2 separate regions of the Mus musculus genome follow, and region 2 is linked to region 1. Evidence: chromatin contacts called from public HiChIP or PLAC-seq data. All regions are on one chromosome and are shown on one strand. Each heading gives the region's core, a stretch centred on a gene start, on an enhancer-like site or on the middle of the called end of the contact. The rest is flanking DNA. Distances are from core to core; before and after follow the strand shown. Region 1 holds the start of Vav3 (vav 3 oncogene). Region 2 has its middle 13 kb from the start of Fam102b.

Region 1 (4,753 bases), core at 1,154-3,653:
TACTCTGCTACTTATGTATCTAGAGCCATGAGTCCCACCATGTGTTTTCTTTGATTGGTGGTTTAGTCCCAGGGAGCTCTGGGGGTACTGGTTAGTTCATATTGTTGTTCCTCCTATGGGGCTACAAACCCCATCAGCTCCTTGGGTACTTTCTCTAGCTCTTTCACTGGGACCCTGTACTCAGTCCAATGGATGGCTTTGAGCATCCACTTTTGTATTTGTCAGGCACTGGCAGAGCCTCTTAGGAGATAGCTATATCAGGCTCCTGTCAGGAAGATCTTGTTGGCATCCACAATAGTGTCTGGTTTTGGTGGTTGTTTATGGGATGAATCCCCAGGTGGGACAGTCTCTGGATGGTCATTCCTTCAGTCTCTGCTCCACACTTGTCTCTGTAACTCCTTCCATGGGTATTTTGTTCAGGCCCGAGAGTCTTACAAGGTCCACAGTGATACTCCTGTCTATGTATTCATTCCAAGTACCAAGGCGTACTCTTTTTTTTATTCTGACAACCCAACGTGGCAAGGGTCACTTCCTTCATTTTATAGGTGAAGAAAATGAAGGTTAGAAGAATAGAAGTTGCCCAAGGTTATCAAAAAGCAGCTTAACTTGGATTCTAAATCCAGGTTTGTTTACTGGTCGGTACACATGATCTGGATTTTGGAAATATTTTAACAGTATTAAGGGATGATCTGATGCTACCTAAAATGAAATGCTTGGCTAGTCTTTGCTTTTTCCTTATCATCTTTCCTCTTTTCCAGCGCCACTTCTTCTTATGCAGGACCACATTTTAAATGGCAAGTCATGTGTGTTTTGTTTGTAAAGATCTATAATGAGTAACATGGCTTACAGTACTTGCCTCTTTTTGATGGTTTTGCATTCTGAGTTTTTAGGAAAGTGGTAGTCAACAGCCAACCCCCCCCCCCCAAAAAAAATCACATGGAAAATTCCAGAAAGAAAAAGTATATATATTTTATACATTCTTTCACGATTTATGATTATAATGTTCTATTTTATTGCAACACTGCTGTTGATAATCTTCGTGCCTAGGATGCACTTTACAGTTTCGGTGATACAGTATTGCTAAGGATTGATCCTCCTGTAGTTTCAGGCTTTCAAACCTATTATGGTCTAGGAAACATTGTGCTATTGATGGACTCCACAGTGTGCACAGAGGAAGTTGCTGGGGACGGATGCATGCGAGGAAAGGAAATCCTTAGGCTGATTTATTATTGTTTAAGGCTGGTTGTGTACACAGCAGGCCACGCTTGCTACAGTCACGCATAAAAGAAGCGAACTTCTGTCCCAACAGATCATGTACTTTTTAAAAGTTACGTTTTGTCCTGTTTATAAAATCAATAAGATCCACAATCGAAAATTTGAGCTACAAATATCTAATGAAACAGCAGCAGCAGCAGCAGCAGCAGCAGCAGCAGCAGCAACAACAGATATAAAATCCCACCAAACTAGATTTCAATTAAAAAAAAAAAAAGACTAGCGAAGAGGGCATTTACAGGGAGTTGTCAGAGTTCAGTGAAATAATATATTACTACAAAAAGCTTATACACCCTTTTCGGCTTTGTAGGGCAGTGGGAATAAAAAAGACAGGGAGAACCTTGCCTCAGTATGACAGAGTTGACATGTGTGGGTGTGTGTGGGGGGGAACTTTCCAATTTTCCCCAGGGTTCTCCAAATATGCTGACCCAGTCTCTCAGTGTCTCGGTACTGAAGCGATTTGAGCTCAAACCTGGTGGCAAGTCACTGACGCATGCGCGCTCTTGCCTCTGTGTCACCGGCCAGTTTTCTTTTTTTCTCAGGCAGGATTTTGAAGATCAGCAAAAGGCGCTGGACTGCTTTAGTGAACAGTTCCAAGCCTGGGAGATATGCAAAACCTACTTCTTTCCCTCTACCTAGGCTGAAGCTGCAATTGTCCCCACGTCACGCACTTTCAAGGTGTCAAAACATTCTCAGAAGAAACTGACTTTCAGGAAGGGGCTGAGGATGGACCTGGAGGAGGCGGGACCAGGGGCCGATCACAAACTTTCCATGCTGCGTTCTCCAGCTGCGCGTAGTGCACATCTCATTTCTCCAGGCTCCCTGTGTCCCAGTTAAGCCTTGGCTCCTCTGAGACCCTCTTAATTTAAATCGCATTCATTGTTCAGGGTGTCCCCGGGGACACCCCTGCGAATCTCAGTGTTCAGCCACACTTCCTAGGAAGCCGCGCCGATGGGCTAATCCCTGGACGCCCCGGGGTTGTGCAAGCTCCACTCATCCGAGGGTTCACGGGCGGGCGGGGGCGCCGGGATCCCCTTTGTGGCCGCCGCCCCAACTCGGCCCGCTCCTCCCCCCAGCCGCCCCGCCCTCAGCCCCGGACCCCCAGCCAGGGCGGCGGGCACGCTCGCACCCGCGCCTCCGGGGACTCGCGGACCGCACAGACCGGCCAGGCGCGCTGGGCATGCTCAGTCGCGGGGCGCCAGGCTCGCCAGTCGGAAGCCAGTGCTCAGCGGAGCCGGCCGGGGCGCACCGAGAGCGCGCGGCACTCGCTGCTGCAGCGGCGGCCGGGCCGCGGCGCATCCGGGCGGGGACCCGAGGCGAGTCCCACGCGGCGTCCCCGAGCCGCCGGCAGCGGCGCCCGCTCCAGAAAGGCAAAGCGAACCAGGGGCCATCAGCGCGACTGGCGTCGGCGGGGCTCTGACGCTCCGCGGCGGCCACCTCAGAGTCGCTGCCCGCCCCGGCCGGGCCGGGTCCGGGAGCCGTCGGACATGGAGCCGTGGAAGCAGTGCGCTCAGTGGCTCATCCACAGCAAGGTGCTGCCCCCCAACCATCGGGTGACCTGGGACTCGGCGCAGGTGTTCGACCTGGCGCAGACCCTTCGCGATGGAGTCCTGCTCTGCCAGCTGCTCAACAACCTGCGGCCACACTCCATCAATCTGAAGGAGATCAACCTGAGGCCCCAGATGTCCCAGGTATGGAGGCCACCCCGCGACCCCGCTGCCCGTCAGAGGCTCCCATTAATCATCCGGATAATTTCTTTGTGTAAATGCAAACATCTAGGTGCGCTCCGCTTTGCCCTGCCTCTCAGTTCTCAGCTTGGGGGCTTTTCCTCACTTGCCTTGAAATGACTTAGCTTCTAAGCAGAACTAATAAAGCCTTGCGTCGGGAGATGGTGTATGGAATCCTAAAGGTTTCTGGGAGGCGGGAAGAAATAAGTTATCCTAGGGCGCGTTTCACCTTTCTGCCCCCCCCCCCCGTGTGTGTGTGTGTGTGTGTGTGTGTGTGTGATAACAAAGAGGGAGTCGGCTCTAAAATAACAATGAGAAGGGATGAGATGAAGCGGTGGGGTTAATTTTGCTTTGACTTATTTTTTGCTTTCATTTGGTCCTCACGTTCTGGAAAGAGGAACTGTGCCATAGATGAGGACTCTAGGAAGTGGAGGGCGTTTGGTACCGTTATCTGCTCAGAGGAAATAAACCAAGAGGGACACAGAGAGCCTTCCTGAAGTTCCCCACCCCGCCCCCTAAGCCCGTGGCCTGTTAGCAAACTGGAAGGTTGTGTTTATAGCTTGTCTGAAAACGTAAGGGGAGCCAGCCCAGCCTCCCTCACCGGTGGCAGGAAGTGAGAAGTTTTGCTGGAGACTCTGCTTTTTTTCATTGGGTCTTGCGATCAGGTAGCTTGGAGGCACTTGGGCTTCTGTGGCCTTAGCTTGGAGATACCTCTTTGAGGGTTCTGATTAAAATCCAGTCCTGGAAGGCACAGAAAGCAGTGGGTTCCTCAGAGACAGCTCAAAAAGCCACATGCAGCCCAGTGCTGCTTATTTTTTGGGCCGGTCGGAAAGTTTCTGTTAAAAGGATGTTCAACACAACTCAGAACTTCTATTTTCTCTTTCACACGCACACGCACATGCACACGAAAAGAAAAAGAAATGTTTCAACTTAAAAGGGGAAGGAAAGAGACCTTTTAGTGACATATTTTAGCACTAGCCCTGTATGATTCAGAGACTTACCACTTACCCAGAGCTGTGTCCTTGCAGAAAAAAGTGATCTTATGCAGTTTAATAATCTCATAATTAAAGCAGGAACTCCCACACTCTGCCCTGGTTGTCAGTATTTCATCAGGGTCGATCCTCACTTCAAATTCTGTGTCCCCTGTTGGTAAGCAGTCTCCAAGGAAAAAAAAAAGCAGATATATAAGTATTGAGTGCCATATGTGTTTACAATAAGGATCAATTATTTTAGACTCTCTTAGAAACCTGAATGATGGGTGATTGCTAATTCTGTGGACTTGCCCACAATTGTGGCAACCATAGATAGTCCTGTGGAGGGCTTCAGTGGTTGTTTCTGTACTGTCTGAGTTAACTGTTAGGAGTAAGGTTGTGCCACGCACAGGAGTCACTTGTTAGATCTCCAGTTCCATTTGATCAGTAGTCTCAGTAGCAGCATGAAGTCTTGTGCTTTGATGCCACGTGCTGTGCATATTTCCTCGAAGTTTAGTTTCTGGAACTTTCAGCAGTTACTCATCAAAGTGTTCTTAATAATCAAATTTCTCTCTTCTTTCTTTTTTCCTTCCTTCCTTTCCTTTTCTAACTGCCTGCCTGCCTTCCTTCCTTCCTTCCTTCCTTCCTTCCTTCCTTCCTTCCTTCCTTCCTTCCTTTTTGGATAGCTGGGCATTCTTTGACATTCAAGTCTTTATTTGACTGCTGACAGTGCATGGGATCTTGTCAAGTGGATTCTCCTCTTTCTTCTCTTAAAATGCATTA
Region 2 (4,864 bases), core at 2,277-4,776, 300 kb before region 1:
CTTGGTGGCACAGGCCTGTAATCTCAGCTACATGGGGAGGCTGAGGCAGGAGGATTACAAATTCAGCAAGACCTTGTCTTAGAGTAATAAAAATTTAAAAAGTAAACCAAAGAAACAACATTGGGGATGAACAAGCAGTAGCTGGGCTTGTAGTGCTGGGGTGGAGAGGACTTCCTGAGCCTCAGCCTTAGGGTCGGGATGGAGGGTGGAGTGGAAAAGGAACGAGGAGCATTGCAACTTCTCATATCCCTTGTGCCGGCTAATTTTTATGTTAACTTGACACAGCAAGAGTCACATGAGAGGTGGGAACCTCAATAGAGAAAATGCTCCCATAAGATCTGGCTACAGGGCATTTTCTTTTTTCTTTTTTTTTTTTTTTTTTTTTTTTTTTGACACTTTTCCCCTTCTTTTTTTTTTTTTTTCTTTTCCATTTTTTATTAGGTATTTAGCTCATTTACATTTCCAATGCTATACCAAAAGTCCCCCATAGCCACCCACCCCCACTCCCCTACCCACCCACTCCCCCTTTTTGGCCCTGGCGTTCCCCTGTACTGGGGCATATAAAGTTTGCGTGTCCAATGGGCCTCTTTCCAGTGATGGCCGACTAGGCCATCTTTTGATACATATGCAGCTAGAGTCAAGAGCTCAGGGCAGTTTCTTTTCTTTTTTTTTCTTTTTTTTTTTTTTAAAGTCAACATAGTATCAGATTTATTGTCTATTCATAACGTGATATATATCTCCTTTAGCACTTGGTATCTTGCAAATTCAATTTTTTTTCCATTTTTTATTAGGTATTTAGCTCATTTACATTTCCAATGCTATACCAAAAGTCCCCCATAGCCACCCACCCCGACTCCCCTACCCACCCACTCCCCCTTTTTGGCCCTGGCGTTCCCCTGTACTGGGGCATATAAAGTTTGCGTGTCCAATGGGCCTCTTTCCAGTGATGGCCGACTAGGCCATCTTCTGATACATATGCAGCTAGAGTCAAGAGCTCAGGGCATTTTCTTTTCTTTTTTTTTTCTTTTTTTTTTTTTAAAGTCAACATAGTATCAGATTTATTGTCTATTCATAACGTGATATATATCTCCTTTAGCACTTGGTATCTTGCAAATTCAATTTTTTTTTCCATTTTTTATTAGGTATTTAGCTCATTTACATTTCCAATGCTATACCAAAAGTCCCCCATACCCACCCACCCCCACTCCCCTAACCACCCACTCCCCCTTTTTGGCCCTGGCGTTCCCCTGTACTGGGTCATATAAAGTTTGCGTGTCCAATGGGCCTCTCTTTCCACTGATGGCCGACTAGGCCATCTTCTGATACATATGCAGCTAGAGTCAAGAGCTCCGGGATACTGGTTAGTTCATAATGTTGTTCCACCTATAGGGTTGCAGATCTCAGGGCATTTTCTTAATTACTGATTACTGTGTGAAGTCTGAGTCCACTGTGGGTGGGGCCACCCATTGTGGGTGGGGCTGGTAGTTCTATAAGAAAGCAGGCTGACCCAGGGTACAACCCACAGGTCAGAAGTTTAGCAAGCAGGAAGGCCCGAGTGAGGATACGTCAATCCCACTTAGAAGGGAGAACAAAATAATCACAGGTGACAGGGAGGGAGAGACCTGGGTGGGAGGGGAGGGGAGGGAAAAGGGGGAACAGGAGAGAATTCCAGAGAACCAGGAGAATAAATGGAAATATGCAGCTTCTGGGGGGTGGGAGGTTGGAGAATCCTTTAGAAAGTCCCAGAAACCTGTGAGATGAGGACTCTCAGGACTCAATGGGGGTGAACTTAGCCAAAATGCCCAACACTGGGGAGAGGGAACTTGAAGAATCCACCTCCAGTAGATAGATATGGCCCCAAGTAGAGGGGCAGGGTTACTAACCCACAGTCAAAAATTTTGACCCAGAATTGTTCCCCTCTTAAAGAACTGCAGGGACAAAACTGAAGAAGAAACTGAAGGAGAGGCTTTTCAGTGACCAGCCGAACTTGGGATCCATCTTATGGGGGGAGGGCATCAAGGCCTGACCCTATAACTGATGCTATGATGTACTTACAGACAGGAGCCTAGGGCTGTCCTCTGAGAGGCCCTACTAGCAGTTGACTGAGACAGATGCAAGTACTTACACCCAACCATTGGACTGAAGTTGGGGACCCCTATGAATGGATTAGGGGAAGGAGTGAAGGATCTGAAGGGATGGCAACCCCATAGGAAGACCTGAAGTCCCAACTAACCGGGACCTCTGGGAGCTCCCAGAGACTGAGCCACCAACCAGGAAACAGACACGGAATTGTCCAAGGCCCTGGGCACATATATAGCAGAGGACTGCCTGGTCTGGCAGAGGGAGGAGGAGAGGGAGAGAGGGTGGGAGAGAGAGAGAGGGGAGGGAGAGCACTATTTGGCCTTGATAGAAAGACACACTATAGGAGCTTAAATAACTCTATTACGAAAACCGTATGTCTTGAGCCGACAAGGTGGTTCATGGGGAAAGGTGTGCTTGGCTCCAGAGCCTGGTGCTTTGTGTTTGGTCACTGGATTCCAGGTAAAAGTAGAATGAGAGAACTGACTCCTAATGTTGACCTCTGACCTCCACATGCACACTATGATGTGTGCTCTCCCCTGCCATCCCTCACGTCCACACACGAGAATTAATAAAGTTTTAAAACAGTAACAGCACACACCCTGTCTTTGTTTGGCTGCAGAGTGGACCAGGCATCCACAGAGACTGAGAAATGACCCTGCACTGTCTTGAGTCCTAGTCTGCCTGATAGGAGGACAATTTCTTTGAAGGAAGACACACAGTTTCTTTCTGAGGTTCCTATCTGATGTCTATAGCTTGATCTCTTTCGTTGTAGTTTTGTTTTAATCTATGTTCAAGTTTCTATGCAAAGGTGGCAAGCTGTCTTTGTAGGTCTTAAAAGCAGACATTTAATTATACAATTTTCTGTCACTAACAGCAGTGTTTATTCAACTTCTTTCCTGTCAGGATCTAACTAGAGTGTGTCAAAGTTGTTCAACTGAACACTTAGGAGCATCCAAAGTGCCCTAGGCTCTAGCTTCTTCATCTGTGGCCAGCGACTCATACAGGGTTGTGTAACTAATGTGGGGGCTGTGAATAATTTAGCAACAGTAAGCTTTCTGAATGTGCAACAACCAAAGTTGATCCCTAGTAAGACGTGTAAGGCAACCAGCGTGTTTCTTGTACCTCACCCACATTTCTCCCCTCCTCACAGCCTTGGTTCTAAACACAACACGCATATACTCTGCATGTCAGATGCTACACAACACCAAGGGATGCTTCCTGAATCATCCCATTCAGATTTGAGGTTATTGTGTGTTATGGCCTGTGTTATTTTATATAATATACTATATATACACATAATTAAAGTTTTATGCTCTTGTAGAAAGAGTGACTTAACTGTGAAAACAGATACTTTCAAATTGTTTTCTGGGGCCGCTGAGATGGCTCGGTGGGTAAAAATGCTTGCTGTCAAGCCCAGCCTGCTGACCCACATTCCATCCTCGGGATTCACATGGTCAAAGAGAGCTAACGTTCCTGAGTTGTCTTCTGACCTCCAGCACAAGCGTACAAGTGTGTGTATGTTCATGTACAAAGAAATAGATAAACAAATAAATAATAACAACAATAGTAAATCTGCTGGGTATGGTATGGCTGTTGTACTCATCAATTCACTACAGCTGTGACCAGCACAAGATTGGGTCCATCCATGGTTTATCATGGATGGTGGAGGGCCTTATGAGATGCCACAATTCCTGTGGATTGTTGGCGGGTAATGATTCTTGGGAAAGGGTGCTAATTGTTTCGATGGTGTAGGCACTGAGAAGTTGACCATATGGCAGTAAATAAAGTCCCACCCATACTCATGCAAACAGCCATATTAAAGCTCAGTAGGTCACACACACAAAAGACACAGAAGTAGGAGGACTTCTTGAGAGAAAAAAACAAACAAAGGTTTCGGTGGAAATGGGGGTGAAAGAAGGTAATGGAGGTGCATATGACATTATACACATGTGTGTTGGTTAGTTTTTGTCAACTCAACACAAACTAGAGTCACTTGGAGGTGGTAAACTCAGTGAGAAATTACCACCATGTGATTGGCTGGATGACATGTTTGTGTGGCATGGTTCTTGTGTGACAGGGCCTGGCCGTCTGTGGGCAGTGCCACTCCTGAGCAGTTGGTCCTGGGAGGTCCAAGAGAGCTGACCCTGTTCCTGGAAGCTACCCAGTAAGCAGTGTCCCTCTATAGTTTCTGCCTCTGCCTCTGCCCCTGCCCCTGCTTGAGTTCCAGTCCTGACTTCCCTCAATGACGGACTGTGATTAGGATGTGTAAGCTAAATGAACCCTTTCCTCTCCAAGTAGTTTTGGGTCAGTGTTTTATCAGAGCAACTAACAACAAACTGGAAAGAGAGGAATGGGGATTTCATAATGAAACCTATAAGCTAATAAAAGCATTTAAAAATAAGGCAATCCATTTCTTTAAGGTTTATTATCAGCAATGCTTGCTTTGCGTGCTCATTTTTATGTACCCATATATGCTGAGTCGTATAAAAATGTCTCAGCTGAAAGTGACTGTAAGTGGAAAAAGTGGAAGAAGTCCAGGCGCATTTGGGGAATCATCTCATCTCCATTTGGTTCTTGCTTTCTGGCCCCCTTCACAGTCTCCTGTTCAGTGGGTGCAGAAGACTAGGGAACGAGTCTGTTTTAGCATCTCTGTGATTGTATCAGCCCCATCAAATGAACTGGTGTTCTCCTTCCTGGGAACACTCAACACTAATTCCATAAACAAAGAAAGACCTTTTGTCAGAAAAGGCTGTTTTCTCCAAACCAACCTTGAACTCCAGGG

The links. HiChIP or PLAC-seq counts read pairs in DNA pulled down with a chosen protein or histone mark.
Region 2: an H3K4me3 HiChIP or PLAC-seq map of bone marrow-derived macrophages shows a contact between it and region 1, with 2.4 times the contacts expected there. The contact joins the enhancer-like site here to the promoter of Vav3 in region 1. A contact is called at or near these places in 5 of 39 promoter capture datasets (the HPC-7 cell line, hippocampal neurons, liver and 2 more) and 3 of 115 datasets of contacts at active chromatin or transcription factors (bone marrow-derived macrophages and pancreatic cancer cells).

Annotation. Positions count from the first base shown.
Region 1 is chr3:109,338,280-109,343,032 of GRCm38.p6, forward strand. It overlaps Vav3 (vav 3 oncogene), which reads left to right and starts at 2,404. Exons shown (of 27, transcript NM_020505.2): 1 at 2,404-2,963. The coding sequence starts at 2,760.
Region 2 is chr3:109,038,020-109,042,883 of GRCm38.p6, forward strand. No RefSeq gene overlaps it. Among named protein-coding and RNA genes, the nearest start is that of Fam102b, 13 kb to the left of the region's middle. Within about 2 kb of position 3,527, at least 16 of the 459 cell types and tissues checked have an H3K27ac peak or open chromatin away from gene starts, as enhancers often do. A contact at or near this core is called in bone marrow-derived macrophages, where this site is marked.